2 separate regions of the Zea mays genome follow, and region 1 is linked to region 2. The links are chromatin contacts, called in public Hi-C maps. All regions are on one chromosome and are shown on one strand. Each heading gives the region's core, a stretch centred on a gene start, on an enhancer-like site or on the middle of the called end of the contact. The rest is flanking DNA. Distances are from core to core; before and after follow the strand shown. Region 1 has its middle 20 kb from the start of LOC103635497. Region 2 holds the start of LOC103637069 (mucin-1).

Region 1 (7,375 bases), core at 2,530-5,029, 390 kb before region 2:
ACCATGTTTGTTTGTATTGCTACGAATAGCAGTGAGGTCACGAGAATCTGAAGACCATCCTCGTGCTGGAATCTCGAGTCTCAGACAAGTTGTGCCCTTGGTCACTCCTTTTTACCTAATAATGTTCACGGTTAATCACTGTGACATGCTCAGGTTAATTTGATGGGATCTAATAGGTTTCCCTAGCATTGTTTTCCCCCACCTTGCAAACAGATGAATTATTGGGTAGATTTGCTATTGCTCTACCTAGTTTTGGGAAACTAATGTTTCATTATGATCATGTTCCAATTATGTTGTTATTTAATTATTGTTCATGATAGGATCATATTGTTAATTGGAACATGGAGCGACCACCCAAGAAAACAGTGCTACCACAAAAGGTGGTATGGGACGCCCTTGGCTGACTAATTAGGAAAGCTAGTGGAGGACTACCTTACCCGAAAGGGGCAAGGGCAGTAGAGGAATGGTCTGTATAGGGAGGTTCTAAGGCTGATTTTGCTGTGATGGCTATCCAGACGGGGGATTCCTATACTGCGCTTCCTAGAAACTGTAGCGGGTTTTCTGAAGCTAGTGGAACTTTGTAAAGGCCTCGTAGTGGTACCCTGCCTCGCTTCCTTAGTAGAGGTGTATGGGGTCTGATCAACCCCTTGGCAATTGGGTAGCACGACTTAAGGGTAAAGATGCACAACCTCTGCAGAGTGTAAAATTGGTATATCATCCGTGCTCACGGTCACGAGCGGCTCGGACCCTCACATGAGTAATTTATGGAACTAAACCTAATTTGTCATATGCATTGTATTGTGGGTGTTTTTATCAATTTTGATAACATATTTAATTGCGTCGGTATCTACTTACACTTAGTAACTGCTAGTAAAATTTTGACCAACTTTAAAAGCTATGCTCAGCTTTAAACATCTTCTTTGGTAAGCCTTACACTTCACATGAGATCCCACCTTTGGTGAGTTCATGCACAATATTCCCCACAACTTGTTGAGCGATGAACGTATGTGAGCTCACCCTTGCTGTACTCACATCCCCCAGGTCAAGAATATGTACCGCAGAATGAGGCGCATGAAGGATGGTGCGATGTATTCGTGAGAAGTCTAGGCCGTCGTCTCCCAGTCAACTTTGGGTTGCTGGATCATTGTCTTCATATGATGTAATTATTTTACTATTTTGTACAGAAATCCGTTATATATTAATGTTGTGATATTCGTTTCTGTACCATGAGTCATCATATGTGTAAGACTTGTTCCTAACACACATGGTGATTATTTTCGCGCCCGTGTCCCTAAAACCTGGGTGTGACTGAAGTGGTATCAGAGGAATGTTGACTGTAGGACATAATCTAGATAGAACTGGATAATCCTTACCTACTTACCTTTGCTACTCTGATTCTTTCTAAACTTTTCTTAAACTTTTCTCATCTACTGCTGCTTTACTCTGATTACTCTTACCTTTTCTCGTCTAAGGACAAAAGTGCATTTCACACTTTGAAATTCTGTACCTAAAGTGACCTTTAGGAATAGGAGACCTAATCTTAGGAACCAAATCAAAACTATTTTTGCAAATATTTATATGCTTGAGTGTTTGTTCTTATGACAACTCCTTGATTCGATTCTTTGATTGAGTGTGAGGTGTTGTGGAGTAATGACCACAATTGCATCTGCATATACATATAAGCACAAAAAGTGTTCATAAGATAATTAGACAACCTATATTATTACTCATTAAAATATATCTAGCTTCATAGATCCATTCTTATCTTGAAAGATTCTATCTTATCTTATCCTAACCACTTTGCTTATTCTCTCCTAGAGCAACAACCATGATCTAGTCCAAAATAAATTAATTATATCTTATCTTGTGAAATCTAGTCATGCCAAACTAATCTAGATCCCATCTAATCTAAATACGACCTAATCGAAGGTTAGTCACTTAACAAGTTAATAGTGGTGAAATAAATTAGATCCTACTCCTATAAACCCATTTTAAACTAAATTGGTGCCTTAGACAAACTTGGCCATGAACAAACAAACTAACCAACATGTTTATGATGACCATCCATTCCAACCTAACATCAAACGAGAGCTCGACCTACTTAATGTAGTATATCCTACTCACAACTATCCTAACCATATGTCCTTAGCTCAGATGGAGACACCAAGACCGGAGAAGATATAGTCGACCTCGTCAAGAGAGAATGAGCACCAACTCAAGTCTTCAAAAGCCAAGCTAGAACATCAGATGAGTCAAGATCCACCATCCGGGATAAAATTTTTTCTACCCTAAATCCTTCTTACCTCATTCTAGACTTGCTCTAACCATATCTTACCTAATAAGCAGCTAGGCATGGAAGATACCCATTGAAGAGCCTAAACAAAAAATGTACTGGAACAAAAAAACCAAACTAAATGTATCCCTTTTAGTAATCTCGAGGACGAGATTATTTTTAAGGGGATAGAATTTGTAACACGATAAAATCTTGATTTTAAAGATTAGTTAGAATTCTTCCAATTTGTTGATAACCATGTTTTCTAATGATAGATTAGAAGCCAAATTCCCATATAAGAGCTATCCTTGCTTCCTCTAAAATATTTAACTTCAAAAAAATTATATCAACATGACTAATGGGAATTTATAAGGCATTAGATTTGATTAAAATTTAGGAATGAGGGCACTAATAATTTGACCAAACATCAGGTTTTATTTTTTACAATGAAGTATAAACTCTAGAAAAAGGGTTTTCAAATTTTGATTTAAAAATGTGATTTATTTTCTTTTGTGCGCATTGCATACTTAACATAATTGTCTAAATAAAGGAATAAAATAATACATACCTTGCATTCATGCTGAGTTTTTTTGGTTTGTATATTTAATTTAAGTTTGAAATTTTGAAAGTATATTCAAATTTCTAAATAGGAAGGAATCATGGAATAGAAAATAGAAAACATAAAAGAAAATGGGGGAAACCTCACCGCCTTGGGCCACCACACAGTCGGCCCACTTCCCATCTCTTCCGCACCGGCCCATCTTTCCCTTTTATGATACGCCAGGCCAATTTGGGTCACCTGTGTGCTGACCTGCGGGCCCCTTTGGCCAACCCTTTCCTCCCCCACGTCCGCCGACGCTGGAAATAAGTCACTTCCAGGTGGGTCCCATTGCCAGGGTCACCCTCAACCTCACGATGGATACAAATGCTAGCACCGAAACAAAGCCAGGGACCAAATCCGCCGCCGAGATCGTCTCCTAGTAGTTGTAACGAATTTTGTTGGAGCTCTCAGTGTTGAGAATATATATACGAGCCTCCTATGCCTCCTTATGTTAAAAAGAGCTAAACGATGCGCCCCAACCTTGCACCATTGCCGTCCGTGTAGGTAGGGTGAGAGAGAAATTCATCGTTGTGAACCGGCTGCGCCACAGAACCATGATTGGTGAGTCCTCTCCCCATAGTTCCTCCATACTCTCTGAAGCGCATTGCCACCAGTAGAACTTGGGTTCGGTCCCAGGGAATGGGGGACTTCCATCGGTGTTGTGCCGCCGCGGACCCGCCATGTTGCGTGGTCGGACTAGACACTGCCTCGATTGCTAGTAAGAAACGTTCCCTGATGTTTGCCTTCATGCTCGCTCTGTTTTCACCGAGTGGTTGGGGGAGTGGTCAGGAGGGTAGCAAGATTGGCCTGCGCCGGTGTGATGCTCGGCGCCGTGGGGATCGGGGCGCCGCAACCTGGGCGCTAGCTGGGGGAAGAAAGCACTCGGGACCGTCGATCGTGGAAGGAACGAACGTGATTAGATCTGGTAGATATCGGCTGGCCCCTTTGATCCATGACGTTGCTCCATGATCCTAGGGTTGGGGCCAACACGTGTCGTGGGTGAATTTCGGACCACTGATCCACGATCCTACGATCACAATTGCTTGCCATTTCGTTTTAAATAACGATCTAACAAGAGCCCTTGATTTTGAATCTAACAGCCGAAATCGTCAGATACCCCTTCGACCCAGCGCAATTGCAAACGAGCCCCTCGGCTTATTCATAACCGTAGCTTCGAATTTAGTGGTTCTCGAACCCACGATCTCGTAGCGACACATAGAATATTATTATGTAGTTTGTGCTTATGTTTTGTGTGATGTTAATTTTGCCTATACCCTGTCTGTTTGTATTGCTACGAATAGCAGTGAGGTCATGAGAATCTGAAGACCATCCTTGTGCATGGAATCTCGAGTCTCAGGCAAGTTGTGCCCTTGATCACTCCTTTTTACCTAATAATGTTCGCTGTTAATCACTGTGATATGCTCATGTTAATTTGATGGGACTTAATAGGTTTCCCTAGCATTGTTTCCCCCACCTTGCAAACAGATGAATTATTGGGTAGATTTGCTATTGCTCTACCTGGTTTTGGGAAATTAATGTTTCATTATGATCATGTTCCAGTTATGTTGTAGTTTAATCATTGTTCATGATAAGATCATATTGTTAATTGGAACATGGAGCGACCACCTAGGAAAACAGTGCTACCACAGGGGTGGTATGGGACGCCCTTGCCTGACTAATTAGAAAAGCTAGTGGAGGACTACCTTACCTAAAAGGGGCAAGGAAAATAGGGGAGTGGTCGGTATAGGGAGGTTCTAAGGCTGATTTTGGTGCGATGGCTATCCAGACTGGGGATTCCTAAACTACGCTTCCTAGAAACTGTAGCGGGTTTTCTGAAGCCAGTGGAACTTTGTAAAGGCCTCGTAGTGGTACCCTGCTTCGCTTCCTTGGTAGAGGTGTATGGGGTCTACTCAAACCCTTGGCAATTGGGTAGCACGACTTGTGGGTAAAGATGCGCAACCTCTGCAGAGTGTAAAAATGGTATATCAGCCATGCTCACGGTCATGAGCGGCTTGGACCCTCACATGAGTAATTTATGGAACTAAACTTAACTTGTCATATGCATTGCATTGTGGGTGTTGTTATCAATTTTGATAACATATTTAATTGGGCTGATATCTACTTACAGTTAGTAACTGCTAATAAAATTTTAACCAACTTTAAAAGCTATGCTCAACTTTAACCATCTTCTTTGGTAAGCCTTACACTTCACATGAGCTCCCACCTTTGCTGAGTTCATGCACATTATTCCCCACAACTTGTTGAGCGATGAACATATGTGAGCTCACCCTTGCTCTACTCATATTCCCTTAGGTCAAGAACAGGTACCGCAGGATGAGGCGCATGAAGGATGGAGCGATGTGTTCGTGAGAAGTCTTGGACGTCGTCTCCTAGTCAACATTGGGTTGCTGGATCGTTGTCTTCATATGATGTAATTATTTAACTATTTTGTATAGAAATTCGTTATATATTAATGTTGTGACATTCGTTTCTGTACCATGAGTCATCATATGTGTAAGACTTGTTCCTCGCACACTTGGTGATTATTTTCGCGCCCGTGTCCCTAAAACCTTGGTGTGGCAAGCGGTTTGCGAACTTAAACTTCTTAGCTTCGTCCCAGGTGTTAGCTTTGATTTGGTGACGAAGGTGAAGACTATAAAACTTGCTTTTTATGATGAAGTCAATAACTTGTAGACCTTGAACGATGAAGGCTCTCCCCCAACTATATCCCCTCGCGAAATAACACTGTTTTCATAACGAGCTCAAATCGTGAAACATATCAGGGAGGCCTTGCGCCGAAGGTCCAAAAAACACCTTCTCGGGCTCGTTAATGAAAGTGACAAAAACAAGTAATTCAGCATAAATAGAAGTATGTCCACGTCCACTGGACAACGAGAAGGTGAAGACACAGCTTCTCACGCGCGCGCAATCTTTTTGCGCCTCGCGCTGGTTTCTTAGTATAAAAACGGGAGAGCGTGTTGAGGTAGGGCTACATTTACTGTGCTCCACCTACCTGCTACATATTTTTTCTTTGAGTCTAAATCTTTCCGCTGAATACCACTTTTAGAATGAGCTTCAGATAAAACTCTTCAGGTAGAACTTCGTGCTGAGATGGCCAGAATTTATACAACCACTAGGTTAGCCACCCCCACTTCGTCAGAGGCCTTCAGAGGGAGGAAAATGTGCCCTAGAAATTCCGCCAAAAAATCCTGACCATGTCTTCCTTGTCATGGATTTGGGTTGGTGGGAGGTGCTCAAGCCATGCTCGAGAAGAGTCGAACAGAAAGAGCAACATGTTGTGAATGATGAGGTTGTCATCACTCATCCCTCCGAGCCGACAGGCCAGACGGTAGTCAGCGAGCCATAGCTCTTGCTTGGTGTCCCCTGAGTACTTGGTGATAGTAGTCGAGGCTCAGAATCAGGCTGGGAATGGTGCCCTGCAGATGGCTCGGCTGAAGACCTATGGACCTGGTGGCTTGGGCGAGGGGCTTCAATCTTCCCCAGTGTCGTAGTGACCACCCCACCGAGGGTGGTAGCCATGTGTGGCATATCGTCGGTCATCATGGTGTAGCCATCCATCGAGGCGGTCGTGAACACCATGGTTCTGGCGATTGTCGAGGAGGCGGTCCCGGACCATGGGGGCTTTTTCCTTTGAGGGCTTGGGATGGACCGAGGCCTCTCTCTCTTGGTGAGAGGGCCCCGCTCGTTGTTCCGAGGCGGGCTCCCAAAGCCGAGAGGCGGAGCTCTCGACCTATTGGACTGCAGCGCACTCCAGAAGTCTCCTGATCTCACCGTGGATTCGACGATCCTCGGTGGTCGATGGTTCTTGAATGGTTCGGAGCAAGATTGCTGCTGCTGCAAGGTTCTTGCTTGTCACACCCGGTTTTAAGGGACAAAGCCGGGTGCATCTCATACATGCGCTAAAGAAGACAACATATATAATAACAAAGTGTATAGAGATAAATGTCACAATAATCAGTGTATTTTTTTACATAGCGGAAGTCTTACAAAATAAAAGATAAATATAGATCGAACTAAAGTCCATCCTTGGTGCCATAAAGTCAACTGGGAGACGCCACCTAGATCGAATCGAACTCCTCGTTGTGTGGCTCCTCTTGAACCACCTATTCTTCTCCTGTGGGGGGGTGTGAGACAGCAAGGGTGAGCTCACACATGTTCATCGCTCAACAAGTTCTGGGGAATAATGTGCATGAACTCACCAAAGGTGGGAGTTCATGTGATGTGTAAAGCTGATCAACAATAGGGGTTAAATCTAAGCATTGCTTTTAATAAGTTGGTTAAATTTTATTAGCAGTTACTAAGTGTAAGTAAATACCAAACCATAATAAATAATATAACAAAATTAATAAATAATCCCATGCAAATGCAACTGACAAATTGAATTTAAGTTACATAAATTAATCATGTGAGTGTCCGAGCCGCTCATGACCGTGAGCACGGCTAGTATACCAGTTTTACACTCTGCAGAGGTTGCACATCTT
Region 2 (7,474 bases), core at 2,582-5,081:
CTTTTAGGGGGAGGTTACTCTATAATATAAGTCTTTGAGACTAACACTACTTTTTAAGCCTATAATTTGTGTAGTAGTCTCATTGAAGGAAAATGGTGTCCTCGGAGAAAGACAACATGCTTCCACTAGAAGAATACCATCGTCCAAACCATTTGATTGCTATAATCTTTCGATTGGTATCATTTACATGTCTTCTCTAGTATTTGAATATGCTATGTTATTTTCATCTTATGCCCCATGATGCCATATATGCATATGTTATTAATTGCTTCTTATCACTATAATATCCTCTATCATTTACCTATGCATAGTTTTAGGGGGAGGTAGTCTATCTCAATCATGTCTTGTTTCCTCTTGTATTCATGTGCTTTTTCTTAAAAAAGAGGGTTTTCCGATAGGGGGAGTATGTCCTTTTCTGTAAAAGGAGAGAATACTTTTCCACATGGGGAGAACTTTCTTTTAGGGGGAGTAATTCTTTTTAGAGGGCAAGTCTTTAAATTACATCATGGATGCTTTATATGTCTTACTTTTCGATGTTTGATTCAAAGGGGGATTTTATGGTCCAAAGCAAACCAAAGTTATCAAATACCAAAACCCACCAATTTTAACTTTTTGATCCTTTCAATTGGTTATCTTGTTGGTTTCAGTCCTAGATAGGAGGTGTGTGAATTATGGAGTTAGGGGGTCGCTTAAGTCCATAATCTCACATGGCGATTAGCTACATATGCATGAACATGCTTAATTTCAAATTGACCTCATAGCTTTCAATTTGGCATCTCTTTCATCTTGCCTATGCACAAGCATCCATAGCAAGAAGAGTGCATATTTCAATTCAGTATTTGATATTTGCTTGTTTTGGTTGTGTTGCCATCAATCACCAAAAAGGCGAGAGATAGTAAGGAAAATGGACTTCGACCCATTTGATTAGGAATTTTGGTGTTTGATGATCATCATAACCTTGTGGACTAATGTTCCCCAAATGTTTTTGTTTTGAAGTTCACAGGATGCGGAGTGGATTGGACTAAGACTCTAAGGATGCAACACCTCAAAAGAAGACCCAAAATATTGAAGGAAGATCAACAAATACTCAGCAAAAGTCCAAGACGCAAGACCAAAAAAAGCCCAAGCGAAAGAATGAAGAAATCCAAAGATGGGTTGTGAGCCTGTGTACTGGTGCTGCACTGTGTAGTGCCCAAAATTTAGGAGGAATAAAAAATAATAAAGTCATGGAATTTATGAGGGTCTATGTGATTACTTTTTCTCTTTTTGCATATTTAAATATTAGGCTTGATTTAAACAACTGATAATTATATAAATAAAATAAATGTGCATCGCATGCTTGGTTCTTGTATTGTTGCATTTGTATTTAAATTGGTAATACAAGTTTGAGTTTGAAATTTTGAAATAGGAATAAAACACAAAAAGTAAGAAAAAGAAATAAGAAAACAAAAAGAAAAAAAGAAAGCCTTACCTCTACTTGGGCCTAAAACCCGTTGATCGACCCACCTCCCGCGCTAGCTCACTCAACGAGAGGGCACTGACACGCGGGCCCAGGAAACTCTCCGTGTGATCTCGTCCGCACACGGACTCACGCTGGCCGTCTGGCAACCAGGCCCGCTCGACTAGGGCTCCCTTGCCACACGCACATAGATCCCCGACGCCGCCAAGCAGGACACTCCTGTCGACCCCTTCGCTCACCTTACTGAACCTGAACAGAAATCATACACCTGGGATGCTGCAACGGCCGCCGGGAAACTCAGGGTCAAAACCGGTTGTGCGCCCCGGTCTCCAGGCTATAAAAATAGGGTCCCACGACCCTCCTACATCCCATCGGCATCACAAATAAATCACGCCTAGGAGCACCATCATGGCGAGGAGGAGGATAATAGGGAAAGCCGTCGCACCTGGAAATCCTTTGCATTAGCTTTCAGCCTCGGGGAATTGGTCCTGGTGATTCATCAGGTCACGCTCAAGCAATTGACCCCTTGCTGTGCATGTCTGGTGGACGAAGATACCGTGATTCGTCGTTGGAGTGCCGTCACCACCGCAGAGCCGCGTCTCATCGTGGGTAGAGAACATCACGCCTCGGTTCCTGGTGAGATTTCTCATACGAGTTCGCTTACTTCCCCTCTATGTGTAGCGTCGTTGGGATCGAAGTTTAGAGCTCTAGTGTGTAGGTTGGGATTTCCGGTGATGGCGCCGCCGTGGGCTGAGAACACCGCCGCCTGTGCACAGCATCGGTAAGGAGGAGGAGATGTGGGGATCGTCAATCTCGAGTTCGACGGTCATGATTAGAGCACTGTTACCTGTTTGGCTCGATAAATCCTGAGCGTTGATCTGTGAATGGGCGGATGAGAGGGTGTAATAAAATTGGGGCCATTGATCTATGATCCTATGGTCGCAGTCACATAGCGGTTCAAGATTAAATCTGGGCCATGGATCTCAGATCCAGTGACCTCCTTCACGTACATGTTCGGGTAAAATATAGGGATCCTCGAATCTTGATTTGACAGCCATAAAAGCGCGCATGTATATACTGTCGTGTTATATTCGCTAATGAGTCCCTCGGTTTTCGTAGAAACAACACGCAGGCCTTCTACCTCTAAGAACCATAACAAACTGGTCCTAGATCTGGTTAACAGAACCCTGAGCTCTCGGGTATTAGAAACCGCAGCCCTGATCTCATTTAAACAAACATGGGAATTGAATTTTAGGTATATTAATTATAATAAAACAACCTAAAACTTGTTTATTGCATAACTTCTCTGTTTTAACCTCAATTTCCACCGTTCTAGTCGTGTTAGCTTCGTATTAAAGTTGTCTACACATTAACAAAATTTGTTTAGTGTGTTCAAAGATAACTAAATATTTGGTTAACCCAATGTTTATTGGACTTACTTTTCTAGTCACAGTCAATATGATTAACTTGATCCATCTATAATTTGACTAAAATATGATCTTTAATCATGTTATAATTAAAGTTGAATTAGTTATTTTTTTAGATTGTATGGCTCATATGGTTTATATTAATAGAATATATCTTTATCATTTAATCACCTAAGAACTACGGAAAAACATATCTTTTTAACCGTAACTCCGATTTTAGTGGTTCTCGAATCTACGATCTCGTTGCAACGCGTAGAACATTATTATGCAGTGTGTTCTCATATTTGGTGTGATGTTAATTTCTCCTATGCAATGTTTTTTACTATTTTGAGTAGACGAGCAAGTGACCGAGGAGCCCAGAGCACATCAGGTTGAAGATTCTGAGCAGAAGCTCGCAGAAGGCAAGTTGTGCCCTTGACCACTCTTCTTTACCTAACAATGTTCTCTATAATTATTGTGACATGCTCAGGTTAATTTGATGGGACCTAATAGGTTGCCCTAGTTTTGTTTACCTCACACCTTGCTTGTAAATGAATTATTTGGTAGTTTAGCTATGTTGTACCTGGTTTTGGGAAGTAATGCTAAATGAAACATGATCATACTTTATCATTATTGCTGGATTATTTACTATTCATGATAAGATTATTGTGTTAACTAGAACATGGAGAACCAATTGGGAAAACAGTGCTACCACAAGGGTGGAATAGGACATCCTAGGCCAAGTAATTAGAAAATCTAGGGAGAGACTACCTTACCCAAAAGGGACAAGCGAGGAGCGGGTCAGTATAGAGTATAGGGAGGACCTCGGGTTGGACTGTTTGTAAAGCTTTTCAAACGAGGAACTCCTATGCTTCCTTCTTCTTAAATCCGTAGCGGGTTTTCTCGAACTAGTGTAACTTTGGAAAGGCCTCGTAGTGCTACTCTGCCTCGTCTCCTCGGTAGAGATGAATGGGAATTGTAGGCCCCTTGGAAAATGGGTAGCACATCTTGTGGGTAAAGATGTGAACCTCTACAGAGTACAAAACTAGAATATCAGTCGTGCTCACGGTCAAGAACATCTTGGACACTCACATGTGTAACTTATGGAATTAAATTTAATTTGTCATATGCATTGCATTGTGGGATTTATTATAATTGTGATCTCTTATTTTATTGGATGGTATACACCTATACTTAGTAACTGTTAATAAAATTTTGACCAACATATTAAATGCAATGCTCAGCTTCATTACAACTATTAAGAGCCATTTGTAGACTGCCCCCGCTCCCGTCCAGCAACGGCCTCCCGCACCGCACGGCAGCACGCCGCAAACCCCTGCGCAATAGCTGTCGTCCAGCCCCCGCCCCTGCTCCCCCACGCTGCGCGCGTCCGTGATACCGGGGATCTGCAACCCCCCATCCCCTAGCCCCCTCCCCGTCCCTGCTCCCCCCACGCTGCGCGCGTTCGTGATGCCAGGGATCCATCTCCTCTCCCCCATCTCTCCTGTACGCACTCTCTCTCTCCTCCCCAAGCTGCTGACTGGCTCGCGAAGTCGCCAAGGGATCAATCGAGATCTAATCTCGTTTCTGAGATGGGTGCATCTACCGCCATGGGAGCGCTCGAGCAGGCCCACCTCGCGGCCGTCGCTTCCGCATGCGATGATGATGAGCAAAACGACGCCGCAGGCCTTGCACGACGGCGACGAACCCGTCGACACCGCGTCGCCGGCGACGAGCCCCGACGGGGATGCCACGAAGCAGCAGGACTGCGCGTCCTCCGCCACGCCGCATTCTCCTCCGCCGGCAGCGGCGACGGCGGGCTGCTGGAGCACCTTGTCGAGCGTGGCGCGGAGGCCAGCGGCGACGGCCTCGTGGCTCCTGGCGACGCCCAGCCACGCCTGGCCCTCCCCGGCCAGCTGCCGGAGCCGCTCCTCCAGATCCGCGCCGCGGCGGCGGGCGCGCTCCAGCTCTGCCTCCGCGGCGCGGAGCCGAGCCTCCGTCGCGCGGCCCACGGCTGGCTCACGGTCCAGCATCATGGCAACGTAGAGCGGCAGCACAGCCGTGAGCACTGGTCGGGCGTGAAGATGCGCTACCACCGGATCCTCCCAAGAGTTTGTTTCTCTGCAGAGAACCCATGGTCATGCGACGAGCCACGGCTCATCGACGAAAGCCGCTTCACTGCAAGTCTGCAACATGCTCACCATCCAGCATTGTCGTCATCTTGTACACAATCCTAGCTCCTCTCCTCCTTCAGACTGTCTAGGCGCTGGAACGCAGTGAGTCTCCAACTGTGTGCCTCGCTGGCCTTCTTTAGTAATCGGGCCTTCAAGATTGCCATGCAACAAACGCAATGGAGCAGACAAGCAAGCCAAGGACAATTAGCAACTTGAAGGTATTGGACATGCCATCGTAGGTGTGTGCATCATGGCCCAGTCGCTAGCACGAGCCCAGACAGGTTATTGTAGGAGAAGTCTATGGCCGTAAGGCTCTGCATTGCAGCAATGGTTGCCGATATTTCTCCACCAAGGTGGTTCCGGGACAGGTTCAGGTAGTTGAGTATTCGGCTATTAATGGTTATTTCGACTGAGATCCAGGTAGGTGAGCAAGCGGTACTTCCCATCTCCGGCGACGCACCAGTGCCGGAAATCGGCAAGAAGCTACCGGACAGGGAGCCGGTCGTCGGCGATCCAGCGCATCGGATCGGGCGGCAGAGAAGGACTCGGGTCGTTTTGAAAAACGGGGTAGGCGATCATAGGGCCACCTCCTTCGTTACTGAGCTCCGGTTATGGCTGATGATGCTCGACAGTGGTTAAATCTGGCGAGAAGCACAAAATACCAAAGTTGTGGGTGTTATAATACTAGAAATGCAATTGCTTGGTTCGGGATAATAATTTTACGAAGCCTAGACATGGGATACCTCCGTTCCAAAAAAACTCTCAGAGACACCGTGTCCGTCGACGAACAAAGGATTTACTGTGACGCAACGCACGCACCTCGACCCGCACCAGCGCGTCGACCTCCACGCCCTGGTGGTACAGCTACGACAGGACGCCACTGGCCATCGGGCGGCTGGTGTTGGGGCTTGACGAGGACGACCGCCATGAGGGCCTGTGCTGGACACCCAAGCATGTCTCCAAGGCCTTCCGCGATGGCACCCGAGGTACAGCGGTCCCACTGCTTCCAACTCTCCAATTTCCCTCTCCCCTGACATCGTGGATCCGTCTGTAACTGTCGTCCCCGTGCTTTGTCTCTCTGTGGAAAATGGTGTCTTCCTTCTTACTATCTCGTTCTACACCCTCCACATGCTTGCACGGTGTTTGGGTTGATGTTCATGTCAGTGTTAATATTCTAAGCAATCACGCCTATCTTATAAGATTAGTGACCACAAATATATTCACTTTAAGTTCTTGTTGGTACAGTCTTGCATGTGGTTCCAAAGTGTAGTTTATTACCCATGTTTCTTCCTGTGAAAATAAGGCTATATAATTTGGTCAGCAAAAAAACAAGGTTAAATATGTTGTTTGCTGGTATTTTTCATGTAACCTATATGTTTACATGTTATTTGCAAATACCCCAGCAGAAAGTTATATGCACACTGACTAACTGTGTTGAATGCATAAAGCAGGCGCACAATCACACCTGCCTGGATGGCACTTTGGCTATTCTTTTTCCTTTTTAATAATAGAAAAAACAGGTAAATTATATATGCAAATAACCGTTGGAAAAATCCTTCCTTGTGAGCATTGCTAATAGTTTGTGAAATTCATCTATATGCATGGAAACATCTTGCAGAGCATGCAGGGCTTTATATCCCATTAGACAGAGCACATTAGACGATAGAGTGGTGTCAACTTTGGGCATATCGGGAGCTAGGAGAGCATGGGCGGCAGGCTTCTGCCATGGTCAATTTTTTTGGTTTTGGCTCCCTCATGTGCAGGGCCCATGCAAGCGAAGGTGATATTGAGGGCCCCTTTGGTAGGGCTTATTTTTCAGCTTCGGCTCTGGCTCATGCAAAAGTTATGCCAAACACCTCTTTTTCAAATGGCTTCACAAGTGAAGTGCTTTTCCAAAATGAACTAAAGGGCATGAGCCAAAAAAAGTGCCTCACTCGGCTTCAGCTCACGTCATTTTTGCACAATAGCCCTCCCACCAGTCCAAATTATTTTTTTGGTCCTGCCCTCAATCCCTAGCCACGTACATGAGAGATAAACTATACAAGGGTCTTTCTGAAAAACAACCTATAAGCCGTTTTGCCAAATAATTTTTCAGAATGGCTTTGGCTCATCTAAAGAAGTGGCTTCACCTCGTGAGACAGAGCCAAAGTCGTTTTTGGAGAAGCCAGAGCCCTGCCAAAGGGGCCCTGAAACATCTAGAGAGGAGGGGCTCAGCAGTATCTGAGAGAGCTAAAACTATGTAAATTATTTAAGGGGGTGTTTGGTTTATAGGGACTAATTTTTTTGTCCATCAATTTTATTATATTTTAGTCCCTAAAATATTAAATATGGAAAATAAAACTCTATTTTAGTTTAACTATTTAGAAATTTAGTAACTAAAATGAAATAAAATAAAGGGACTAAAAATTAGTGATGGAGTACCGCCAGTGTTAAGC

The links. Hi-C and Micro-C count contacts between places; a contact is called where the count stands out from the background.
Region 1: a Hi-C map of endosperm shows a contact between it and region 2, with 2.9 times the contacts expected there. The contact joins the enhancer-like site here to the promoter of LOC103637069 in region 2. A contact is called at or near these places in 2 of 25 Hi-C or Micro-C datasets (endosperm and tassel).

What each region holds. Positions count from the first base shown.
Region 1 is chr8:86,032,000-86,039,374 of Zm-B73-REFERENCE-NAM-5.0, reverse strand. No RefSeq gene overlaps it. Among protein-coding and RNA genes, the nearest start is that of LOC103635497, 20 kb to the left of the region's middle. Within about 2 kb of position 3,779, at least 19 of the 20 cell types and tissues checked have an H3K27ac peak or open chromatin away from gene starts, as enhancers often do. A contact at or near this core is called in endosperm and tassel, where this site is marked.
Region 2 is chr8:85,640,630-85,648,103 of Zm-B73-REFERENCE-NAM-5.0, reverse strand. It overlaps LOC103637069 (mucin-1), which reads left to right and starts at 3,831. Exons shown (of 2, transcript XM_020543034.1): 1 at 3,831-3,902; 2 at 4,213-6,283. The coding sequence starts at 3,831. The coding sequence ends at 4,911.